Linked DNA regions of Mus musculus: region 1 is linked to region 2. A link is a contact called in public promoter capture Hi-C data. All regions are on one chromosome and are shown on one strand. Each heading gives the region's core, a stretch centred on a gene start, on an enhancer-like site or on the middle of the called end of the contact. The rest is flanking DNA. Distances are from core to core; before and after follow the strand shown.

The links. Promoter capture Hi-C pulls out the DNA fragments that hold promoters and counts their contacts.
Region 1: a contact with region 2 is called in a promoter capture Hi-C map of neural stem cells. The contact joins the promoter of Ssr3 here to the promoter of Ptx3 in region 2. A contact is called at or near these places in 3 of 39 promoter capture datasets (cranial neural crest, hippocampal neurons and neural stem cells) and 1 of 115 datasets of contacts at active chromatin or transcription factors (astrocytes).

The regions. Positions count from the first base shown.
Region 1 is chr3:65,390,639-65,396,833 of GRCm38.p6, forward strand. Ssr3 (signal sequence receptor, gamma) reads right to left here and starts at 1,915. Exons shown (of 5, transcript NM_026155.3): 1 at 1,767-1,915; 2 at 687-813. The coding sequence starts at 1,899. It also overlaps the pseudogene Gm5540.
Region 2 is chr3:66,216,843-66,222,893 of GRCm38.p6, forward strand. It overlaps Ptx3 (pentraxin related gene), which reads left to right and starts at 3,045. Exons shown (of 3, transcript NM_008987.3): 1 at 3,045-3,349; 2 at 3,808-4,209. The coding sequence starts at 3,220. All of the region lies in intron 4 of Veph1 (ventricular zone expressed PH domain-containing 1), which reads right to left.

The DNA of each region.
Region 1 (6,195 bases), core at 665-3,164, 830 kb before region 2:
AAAACATAAAAATTTACTGAGGTAAAACTTAGGTTTTCCAGGCTGGAGATATGGCTTAGTGGTTAAAGAACACTAACTGCTCTTCTAGAGGTCCTGAGTTCCATTCCCAGCCACCAAATGGTGGCTCATAGAATATATGTAATGGGATCCAATGCTATCTTCTAGTGTGTCTGAAAACAGCTATAGTATACTCATATAAAAATTTTTTAAAAAGAAAGAACTTTGTGTAAAAAAAAAAAAAAACTTGGGTTTTCTTCTCCTAAAGCTAGTAAAATAATTCGTCTTATACGTGATCTTGAAATTCAAGAAATAGGGTTGTCTTCTACAGTGAATAGACTTACAAGATTAAAAAAAAAAAAAAAAAAAGTAACTGGCATTGAAAATGTCAGAGAATTTTTAATTTTTTGCTTCCAAAATTAGTAAATGGGCAGCCTAAAATAATTTCTAGAAAGAAATCCACTGAGTTTCGGAAACATTCATTGATTTAATAGACTTGTTTTTCTGACCAAACCATCAATTGAAGACTGGGAATGAATATTCAAACTCCACCCTCAAAACCTATTTCCACAGAAGTGTCATATGGTTCACGATTAACTACATACACATTTCAAACTAATGCTTATAAATCATGTTTAAGACCCCCTAACATAAAATATGCAGACTGGGGTTGGGTTTAGGGTACTTACTTGTGCTTCAGAACAAATTTTACATTCTTGTACGCGAAGGCTACTAAGTAAGTGCTTACTAAGGTCATCACACTGTAGAGCACAGCAGACTGGATGAGATCCATATGCCATATTCTCCAATACAACCCTGAGATAAGACAAAAGCAAGGGACACACAACATCACTGCCCCATTGCACATGCCAGACTACAGCTAAGCCAGGTAAATGAGAGTCAGTAAATCCCACCCAGTATCCGAAAAACTTCACTAGAGGTGAGATAGACAATAAACTGGGTTTGTCCCAGTTCAGGGCTTTCCCAGTACAGAAAGGTAGGCTGTGGGGATATTGCTAGTCTAGAAATTTCATCTTCTAACTTGAGAACAAACTGGGAGTGGGGATTACAAATAATAACAATTTCACTCATGGAATACTAGGAAGTTAAAACACGGGCCATTTTAAATCAACCGCTGTCCCAAAACTTTGGTTAACTTGCTGACGTGGCTGCTCACTGAAATCCAAACAATGCTTTGTCGGGCCAGTGAACCCAGGGGGCTCCACACCACATTCACTGCAAGCTGAGCTTTTTACAAGGCCAAAATAACAAAGAACTTTTTTTGGACATGATTGGCCTGCAGCACTGCGGCAGTGCGGGTCAGGAGACAGGAAACTCGGAAAACCTGGACTTGGAGACAGTTTTGGCCTTCAAGTGGGCAGTTTCTCATTCAATCGAGAAGGCTCGAGCTGCTCTCTAGGAGTTATTGAAATCCTAAACAAGGCTGATCGCGGACCTCGGGCAAGGCCTAACTTGGCATTCTGCACGTCCAAAGGATGCTCGGGAGTAAGGGGAGGTTTGCCACGGGTCACGCTGCTAATTCAGTGAAGGTTTATCAGTGGCTCCCCCGCCCGGTTCATTAAAGACATCCTAGTGTCCAACAGTGGTGAGGAGAAGGGCAGTGTACCAAAAAGAGATTCCGGGCCAGAACCCGCGCCCGGCTCAGAAGCACGCCGCGAGTGACTTCCCGAGGACGCTGCTCCGGACACTAGGCCTCCCCGCCGCGCCCGCCACGTCCCCGCCGCCACCGCCGCCCGCCCGAAGCTCACAGATGGGGATGGCAGACACGATGAACGCGTTCCCGAAGAACAGCGCCGACGATTTGGCCGACAGGTTGCGGCTGAAATCCTGAAGGAGCAGGTCCTCCTCGGACTGCTGCTTGGAGCCGCCTTTGGGAGCCATGGCCGAGCTGAAGACTGGAGGCCGGGAGCAGGGAGGCAGGGAAGGTTCAGAAGGCCGCGTATCCGCCCGCGACCCGTCAGCGCAACGCGGAGGCGGGACTCCGCAGGGTACGCTGCTTCGGGATTGGCCATCTTGCCGTCGTTTCACAAGCGTCGAGGTACGATTGGGCATGCGAACAAGACTTCCGCATCCTTCAGGGTACGTGGCGCCTCAATGCCACAAAGAATGAAGGGATTTGTAGTTTAGTGTGTAGTTTAGAGCTGCTCTCTAACTCGCCTGCCTCAGTCTCCAGAGACAGGCTTGGATAATCGAAATGAGCAACCATACAAGCAGTACTGTTTTAACTAACTAACCAGCTAGCTAACGAACTAACTAACGTTATTGGTATTTCATTCCACATGTGCACTTTATATTTCTTTTTAAATTTATTACATTGATTGAACAATTGGCTCATTGGTTGATTGATGATTAGTTGATTGATTGATTGGTTGGAGGGCCGTGCCACAACGTTGTCAGAACACAACTTGAGGAAGTTAGTTGTCTACTTTTACTTTCTGGGTCCCAGAGATTGAACCAAATTGTCACGTTTGTGTCTTTACCCTCTGAGCCATCTGCATGGTTTAATTTATTATTATTATTATTATTATTATTATTATTATTATTATTACTATTACATCATTTTAATCAACAAAGCCTCTTAGCCTCTAAAAGACTCTCTCATTACAGTCTTTAGAATTGGAAAATAAAAAAACTCTTGTGGAGTTTTACTCCTGGCCCAGACCCGCGGCGGAAGCGAGCCATGGCTGTCTATCACGGGATGCTGCGCTTCGGGAGGCTGTGTATCGCGAGCCTGGGGGCGCGGGGCCCCCGGACGCTGCTCACTCGCCCTCGGCCGAACTCGAAGTTGCAGAGTGTCCGCGCTCTCAGTTCTGGAATGGTGAACTGCACCAACCCCTTGCCCATTGGAGGCCTCAGCTACATTCAGGGCCACACCGACTCCCATCTTGTGAACACAACTGTGGGCGAGTGCCTTGACGCCACAGCGCAGAGGTTCCCCGACAGAGAGGCTTTGGTTATCCTCCATGAAAACATCAGGCTGAACTTTGCGCAGCTCAAGGAGGAGGTGGACAAAGCTGCTTCTGGTCTTCTGAGCATTGGCCTCCGCAAGGGTGACCGGCTGGGCATGCAGGGACCCAACTCCTATGCCTGGGTACTTATTCAGCTGGCTACTGCCCAGGCAGGCATCATCCTGGTGTCTGTGAACCCAGCCTACCAGTCCTCAGAACTGGAATATGTCCTCAGAAAGGTAGGCTGCAAAGGTATTGTGTTTCCCAAACAATTCAAGACCCAGCAGTACTACGACATCCTGAAGCAGGTCTGTCCTGAGCTGGAAAAGGCTCAGCCAGGGGCCTTGAAGAGTGAGAGACTCCCAGACCTGACTACAGTCATCTCCGTGGATGCCCCTCTGCCGGGGACCCTGCTCCTGGATAACATCGTGGCAGCCGGTGGCAAGGAACAGAACCTAGCCCAGCTGCGGTACAACCAGCGGTTCTTGTCCTGCTACGACCCCATCAACATCCAGTTCACCTCGGGGACAACTGGAAACCCCAAGGGGGCCACTCTTTCCCACCACAACATCGTAAACAACTCCATGCTGATAGGCCAGCGTCTGAAGATGCCCACAAAGACTGCAGAGGAGTTGCGCGTGGTCCTGCCCAGTCCCCTGTACCACTGCCTGGGCTCCGTGGGGGGCACAATGGTGTCTATGATGCATGGTGCCACTCTCCTCCTGTCTTTTCCAAGCTTCAATGGCAAGAAGGCATTGGAAGCCATCAGCAGAGAGAAAGGCACCCTCCTGTATGGCACACCCACGATGTTTGTGGATATTCTGAATCAGCCAGACTTCTCCAGTTATGATTTCACAAGCATTCGTGGAGGTGTGATTGCTGGGTCCCCAGCACCCCCGGAATTGATTCGAGCCATCATCAACAAGATGAACATGAAGGAGCTGGTGGTTGTTTATGGAACCACAGAGAACAGTCCCGTGACCTTCATGAACTTTCCCGAGGACACCCTGGAGCAGAAGGCTGGAAGTGTGGGCAGAATTATGCCTCACACGAAGGCCCAGATTGTGAATGTGGAGACGGGTGAGCTGACCAACCTGAACGTGCCTGGGGAGCTGTATATCCGAGGGTACTGCGTCATGCAGGGCTACTGGGGTGAGCCACAGAAGACCTTCGAGACGGTCGGACAAGACAAGTGGTATCGGACAGGAGACATTGCTTCGATGGATGAACAAGGCTTCTGCAAGATCGTCGGCCGATCAAAGGATATGATCATCCGTGGCGGTGAGAACATCTACCCTGCAGAGCTGGAGGACTTCTTCCTCAAGCACCCACAGGTGCAGGAAGCGCAGGTGGTTGGGGTGAAGGACAAGCGGATGGGGGAGGAAATCTGTGCTTGCATTCCGCTGAAGAGCGGAGAGACCACCACGGCGGAGGAGATCAAAGCTTTCTGCAAAGGGAAGATTTCCCACTTTAAGATTCCCCGATACATCGTGTTTGTTGAAGGCTATCCTCTCACCATCTCAGGAAAGATCCAGAAATTCAAACTCCGAGAGCAGATGGAACAGCATCTAAAACTGTGAAGCAAAGGAGGGTCCTCCCAGCCCTCCCAGAGCCCCTCAGTCCTCCCACACAAAGGAGGGTCCTCCCAGTCCTCCCAGAGCTCCTCAGCCCTCCCACACAAAGGAGGCCCCTCCCCCAGAGCCCTTCAGTCCTCCCACACAAAGGAGGGTCCTCTCAGCCCTCCCAGAGCCCCTCAGCCCTCCCACACAAAGGAGGGGCCTCACAGCCCTCCCAGAGCCACTCAGTCCTCCCACACAAAGGAGGGTCCTGAGCCCTCCTCAGGCCCCTTGTCATCTTTGTGACTTGGTGTAAAGACTTCCCTGTTTGGCCAGTGTCTGGCTGGTGTGCTCACTCTGTAGCTCTTGTGTGATGGAGAAGGGAAGAGACAGGAGGGCAGCCAGCACCCTCAGACCTAATTTCCCAGCACTTTGCTGTCTGTGCGTTAGTTACTTAATCTAAGCCCCACTCTGTCCTCTTGAAATTCCAAGCCATCCTCATTTTTTTCTTTCTTTTTGGTTTTTTGTTTTGTTTTTGTTTGTTTGGCTTTTTTTGTTTGTTTGTTTTGTTGTTTTCCCTTGAGACAGGATCGTCCTCTGTACCCCTGGTTGCACAGGGTAGATCAGGCTGGTTTCGAACTTAAAGAGATCTCATTGCCCCTGCCTCCGGGGTGCTGGATCAGTCTTTTGTGCTACCACGCCTGGTTTTTGTATGATTTATTCATTTAATCATTTTTCAAATTGTGGCCACAGATCAGTCCAGAAATGAGGGTTCTGTTTTGCTTGTTTTCCAAGGCTGGGAACCTTAAAGCCCCTCACGAATACATAAGCACCCTTCCCTGGCCTGCACTCCCGGCCCAATAATTATTGTTTTGTTGTTGAAATAACAGTTTTGAGTGCTGGAGAGGGGGCTCAGTGGTTAAGAGGACTGACTGCTCTCCCAGAAGATCTGAGTTTGATTCCTAGCACCCACATTTGGCAGCTCACAACTACCTTTAAGTCCACCTACAGACGATGGATGATCTCTTCTGGCCTCTGTGCCCCCTGTGCATCTCCCCTGCCCCCCCCCCCCAGCACATGGTATGTGCTTACATAGACACATGCAAATAAATCAAAACAAATCCGTGGGGAAAAAAAAAAAACTCTTGTGGATTCAGGACATACATTTAGTGACCATATGGACATATATTTAACCCTGAACATTGGAGAAGAAAGCCATATCTAATACTTGTGCACGCTCATCATGTAGCCCAAGTCCTTTTGCCCATGTGCCTGGTTTAATAGCAGGCCCTGGGAATGGAACTCAGAACTTCTTGCATGTTAAGCAAGCGCTCTAGCAGGTGAGATATATCCCTAGCCCCTATCACACTCAGAATCCTTGGATATGCATATTATGTTGCCCACTGCAGAGGGTGAGCCTGAAGGTGACAGACAGGCCCTAGTCTCCTGGGCCTGAGCTCTATTCACCCAAGAAACAGACATAAGGAAGTCACTAAAACCATGAATTCTTCATGATGAAGTAATGATCTTCAAATGATGAGAATATTCAATACCTGCCTCATGCCTTTACAAATTACTACGATTTTGTTTCTTTTTATTTCAGCTTAAACCTTTCTAGAGTAGCATGGCTTCCAACAGTGTTATAGCTGAGACTGAAAACAACCTTTGGCAGG
Region 2 (6,051 bases), core at 1,795-4,294:
GACTGAGACAGGCGGATGACCACAAGTTCACTGGACTACGTACTGAGTGCAAGACAAGCTTGGGCCACATAGCAGGGCTTTGTCTCAAAGTGAAGCTAACAACTACACATAAAGAATTTTGCCCTGGGATAAGAGATGGCACAGTACATAAGAGCACTGGCTGCTCTTCCAAGGACCAGAAATTGAGTCCCAGCACCCACATTGTGGCTTGAAACCTCACAGTTACAGAGGATACAGCACCCTCTTTTGGCCTCCACAGGTACCGGGCATGTACTTGCACACAAAACACCTGGATGTATAAAATTAGAGTAAATTTTTAAAATGATGCTGTTCCCATCACTATTTTATAACAATTTAATATCAAACAATATATTTTGTTAGGTTTCTGCTTGCTTTTGTATTGTGTTTCTCCTTAAATTGGGGGAATTTTGGTTCAGTACATAATTGATGTAGAACACATTAGGTCATGGAACTCAGCTGTTTCTGCACACTGGTCAGCTGATGGGAAGGGTCACACTGAACGGGGCTGTAGCTAGAATCTGGGACAGGAATCTGCAGTATGGCTTTTACTACTATCTCCAACAAAGGCCCTGGGGGGGGGGGGCGTTCTGAAGGGGAAATCCCTAGATTAGTCATTTTTGACTGACTTCAATTTCAACGAAATAAACCCAAAAATAAGTGCCAAAGAACTTACTTTATTTTTCAGTTCAAAACTGATGAAGAAATCTGAATGTAGAAATTCTGTACACTTCTAAGTCACATTTTGTCTTAGATACCGAATGTCTCCAGCCCACATACAAGCATAAGAAACGATAAAAACGACAGCGATGTGCCTGCCATCCAGCTGCACCAAAACTTTGCCTCGTGCCATAAGTGTTTCCTGACTAATGTTCTTTTTTTCTCCTCAGAGGTCATCATCCCTGTGAAGTTAGTATTTCTCATTGTTGTGAAGGGTTTTCTACCTTAATTACATGTGTGCATCCATTATCATCTTAGAGCCGTTTTCTTGCCTTATAATTTTACATGAATAAATTAATTACATGCAGAACTCTTTGCAAACTATTTTATTCCATTCGCTATTATGCTGGTTTTCATTCAAATTGGCCTCTTACCTTTATTCTTCCTGTTTGCCCCTCTACCCCAGGGCACCATTTTGTTAATGTACTCTATGACTGAAAGACATTATTTTCTATAGCTTCCAGAAGAAACCATCAGAAAAAGGGCCCGAAATCACTCAGACTTGTTATCTTCTGTCTTCTGAAGTCCAGATCTAGCCATACCACTCATGGGCATATACTCAAAAAATGCTCCACCAAACTACAGAAACACCTGCTCTACTATGTTATAGCAGCCTTATTTGTAATAGTCAGAAACTAGAAACAACTCAGGTGTCCATCAACTGAAGAATGGATCAAGTGTGGTACATTTACACAATGCGATATTACTCAGCTATTAAAAACAAAGACATCGTGAAATTTGCAGGCAAATGGATGGAACTAGAAAAGATCATCCTGAGTGAGGTAACCCAGGCCCAGAAAGACACACATGGTATGTGCTCATTTGTAATTGGACATTAGCCATACAGTACAGGTAACTATGCTACAATCCACAGACATTGAAAGAACAGTAAGCATTTTTATCCAGTTCTTCCACATTGCTTTTTCAGACAGGGTCTCTCGTGGGCCTTAACTTGCCCAATAGGCTTAGCTGTTTAGCCAGGGATCCCAGAGGCTCTCTGTACTGGCATTAGGACCTCACAGCACCACATCAGGTTTCTTAATGTGGACTCTAGAAACTGAACTCGAGCCCACAGCCTTAGGAGAAAAGCACCTTACAAAGCTGTGGCTCCACACTGCCCTTTAAACAATATCGTATTGTCTCATATTGCCATCGCTTTCTGATGGCTTTAACGGTTTCAAACATACCCTGTCTTTAGCCGTGATCTCAAATAAGTGAAGCTCTTGAGCAGGGGCCTGATGCCTTTTGACTTTGTGTTGATTCATGCTTATGATGCCCTGTTCCCTCCGTGTCTAGCTATGTTTAACTGTGGATTCATTTTTATTGTGGTGGATGGTACATGCATGTGCATTCCAGATGCGTGAGGGCACTCAGGCCAGGAAAGCCACTCATGAGTCTCTGTCAGGAGCAGAGGAATTTACCTATGGAAATCCAAGAGGCAGCCTTCTGAGAGGCCTGGCCTGAGGGTAGTAGCCCTGCCATCATGATCAGGATGTGACTGGTAACCCTCCCCCTCCATCTCCTTTGTATATTGGAGACTTGTATCAGCTCAGGGGTATCCTCTGGGAGTGGTTCCCTCTAGATCTGTGTAGTTTTTTAGATCTTGCTTTATTTGGAGTTTATTCAAATGTTTTAATTTTTTATCACTATTATTATGACTTATCAACACCTATCTAGGTACTTTGCACTGGGGGAGGGGGCAGGTTTTACACACACACACACACACACACACACACACACACACACACAGTCACTAATGTAAATTTAAAACAGGACCTTGATAGGATATGTCAAGAATACCCAAGCACCTAAAGCCACTATATTCCCGCCCTCACTTTCCTGTTTTACTGGGTTTTGACCCAGCCATACTGTGTTTTTTAGTTGCTCCACCAGAGGAGTCAAGACTAGTTAGTCAAGATTGACTTCTAGAGTCATAAAAATTCTTAATGGGTTATTTTGGAGTCACGGAATCATTTTCTATAGCTTGGTCTTGAGAAAGTATCCAAAGGAAAAGTGAAAAAAAAAAGTTTTCCATAACTTCAGGGGTTGTGGAGTAATGAAAGCTCACACCAAATGCCAAAATGATAATTCGCCCTGTACCTCTGTGCTCCTCACCCCCCAAAGCGCTAGCACTTCAGGTTACAGCAACTAATCCTCAGGGGCACCAGAAAAGTCCAGCTTCCCTCCCCTTCTCCCCCTGACTCGCCTCTAATTAATCTGCCTGCAGTGTGGACCTCGGTGGTTTAACATTGTGCAACCTCTTCAGCTCCCTTGCCCTCCCACCCAACCCCCTCCCCCAAATCCAGGGGAACTCCCTCGCGCTGTGCCACCGACATTAGTCATTCATCCCGCTCATGCTTTGGAGCGTTTATTAAGGGCTTCACTCCTGCCTCACACTATCTCTCCCGGGCTCAAACTCGGATCACTGTAGAGTCTCGCTTCTTCCCCTGCGGCTGCGAAGCAAATTTCGCCTCTCCAGCAATGCACCTCCCTGCGATCCTGCTTTGTGCTCTCTGGTCTGCAGTAGTGGCTGAGACCTCGGATGACTACGAGCTCATGTATGTGAATTTGGACAACGAAATAGACAATGGACTTCATCCCACCGAGGACCGTAAGTTCATTTTTAACTCTCTCAGCGTATCAAAACTACATAACTCACTTTTTGGGGGGCGCGATTAACATAATTAACATAGATAGCCAATGAAGCAAGCTAAAATTATACTTTATTTGTGAAAGCAAGGACTGGGGGAAAAAAGGAAAGCAAGAAAGCAAGGACTATCTGAGAAAAGCCAGAGGTTTTAAATTATTTTTGTAACATTTATGATGAGTTAAGTTATACGAAATCTTTAACTGTTTTTAGCTATATTAATGGCATTTTCTCAGTTAGTTTAACATGTCCTATAAAGAATAGTCCTGTGTCATCTTTGAGTTTACACGCACGCTGTTTTCAGAGCTATCCTTAGAAGGAGAGCGGTTGCTGGGGACAGGCTGAAACTTGGAGTCACCAAGAGTGCAACCCATGGCCACCCAGGACAAGCTGATAACACTTGTGTGTGTCCTGCGTTCTAGCCACGCCATGCGACTGCCGCCAGGAGCACTCGGAGTGGGACAAGCTGTTCATCATGCTGGAGAACTCGCAGATGCGGGAGGGCATGCTGTTGCAGGCCACCGACGACGTCCTCCGTGGAGAGCTGCAGCGGCTGCGGGCAGAGCTGGGGCGGCTGGCGGGCGGCATGGCGAGGCCGTGCGCAGCCGGTGGCCCCGCAGACGCCAGGCTGGTGCGGGCGCTGGAGCCGCTGCTGCAGGAGAGCCGTGACGCGAGCCTCAGGCTGGCGCGCCTGGAGGACGCGGAGGCGCGGCGACCCGAGGCGACAGTGCCTGGCCTAGGCGCTGTGCTGGAGGAACTGCGGCGGACGCGCGCCGACCTGAGCGCCGTGCAGAGCTGGGTCGCCCGCCACTGGCTGCCCGCAGGTAAGCCCACGGTCGGCTCTGTCCCTAGAGGCAAGCTTTTGTGGGGACCCTCACACTCAGAGCCCCAGTACTTTTCATAGGCACACTCACAGAGCTCACACCACGCCAGGCAGGCTCATTGCCTTTTAAAAGTATTTCCAAGCCCGAGGAACCCAAAAGAAAAAAACGAGGATTTAAACCATCAGTCTGGAAGTTGACGTCAGAGGTTCCTGATACCGGATCCGACCAGATATTGAAGGAGTCCATTGGCAGGTGTTTAACAGTGACCCTCCTCGCTGCCCCGAGTCCCTCCGTTAGGGATTTCCAAGTCTTCTAATTTTATCCCGTCACTTTCTTTAGGCCAGCTCCTGTTTCCTCCGACTATTTCAGGGCCCTGGCTAACTTCAGCGACTTTCCCAGCCCCTTGGCCGACTCCTCCCCCTCTGCTCCTTCTGAGTTGACTGGAGCCTAATTGGATCTCCTGCAGACTCAGCAGAATCCCTTCAGGGTTCCCTCATCCCAGTTTAGTTCCACAGTGAAGGTCAAGGGGGGCATGCTTTATAAAGTCAGGCGCAGGAGTCAGAGGGAGTAGATGACGGCTTTATCCAGTCCCCCAGGACCACACAAGAAAGGGACTATTCAGACTGTGCAACTTGTCAAAGCCCCACATGAACTCCATAAAACTCCCAACTGATGAGGGCCCCTTTGGTATACTCTTAAAAGCTAACAAAACAGGAAGAACATTGGAGCCTAGTAATTCGGGTTCTTAAGTCAAATTTCTGACGGGAGCAGTGATGTTTTGTTGTAGATTATTCTAGAAAATTAGTGCCCTATGCAGACAAATAGCCCTGGTACTCCTCATGAGTCTCAGAAACAATGACAAGCAATACCACCCTATGCCATATTTCCAATGAAATGAAGCTTATTGGATGGGGTAGGAGGAAGGACACTCCAGAGCACAGTTCATTCCTTTATAGAAACTATCCTACAATCAGTCCCTCCTATCTACTTGAGCTATAGGGGTCATGCCCTTAAGTTCAAAGCACAATTCTTCAGACAAAAAGCATAAATCAACCCTAAAGCAAACCCTCTATGTGATAACTTTGTGACAATTTTAAATGCATGGATTTTTTTGTTTGTTTGTTTTGCAAGCTCTGTAGAGTCATGCACATATAATGTGCCCCTTAAAGGAAGAATTACTTTGTCTCCTCATCTGTTAGAAAATGTATACATTTCCGAATTCTAAACTGTTGTTGGTGCTTACTAGCCAATCATACTTGCACCTACAGTCTTTGACTGGTCCTCTCTTTCTCTCCTGCCAACTTGGTCCCCAGAGGACACCTAATTATGTTGTGGTCTGCCTCCTAAGAACCTGGTTTTCATTTTGCTTGGTCTCTGATAATATAATTACAAAGACTTATTAGTTGAAAGCCACTTCATGAGAGAGTTCCTGACATTTCAAAGACGTCTCAAGGGCCTCCTTCACTGTTCTGCACAAGAACCCCACACAATCTGCTAACATACTACTTTACGGCATGAACTCAGGTAGCTACCATGGCCGACAGGGATGCTGGGTCTCCCAGAGACAGTCATGGGCAGCCCTGGAATGTAATCTGCACTGCCTGGCCTTATTTAAACAGGAAGGCAGTTAATTAGGTTGTAGTCAATGCCCCCTTGGACTGTATTTTGAACTTACAGAGGCCAGGAGATTCCAAATGCACAGAAATGAGTCTTTTGTTTCCAAAATCATTATTTGATTGAATTGTTGTAGCTAGAGGAAGAATCCTACCTTGAAAATGCCTCATTTAAATTTTTTTCATGAATGGTTAGAATTTTTTTAAAGAGTTCTGTTATCATTTGGGG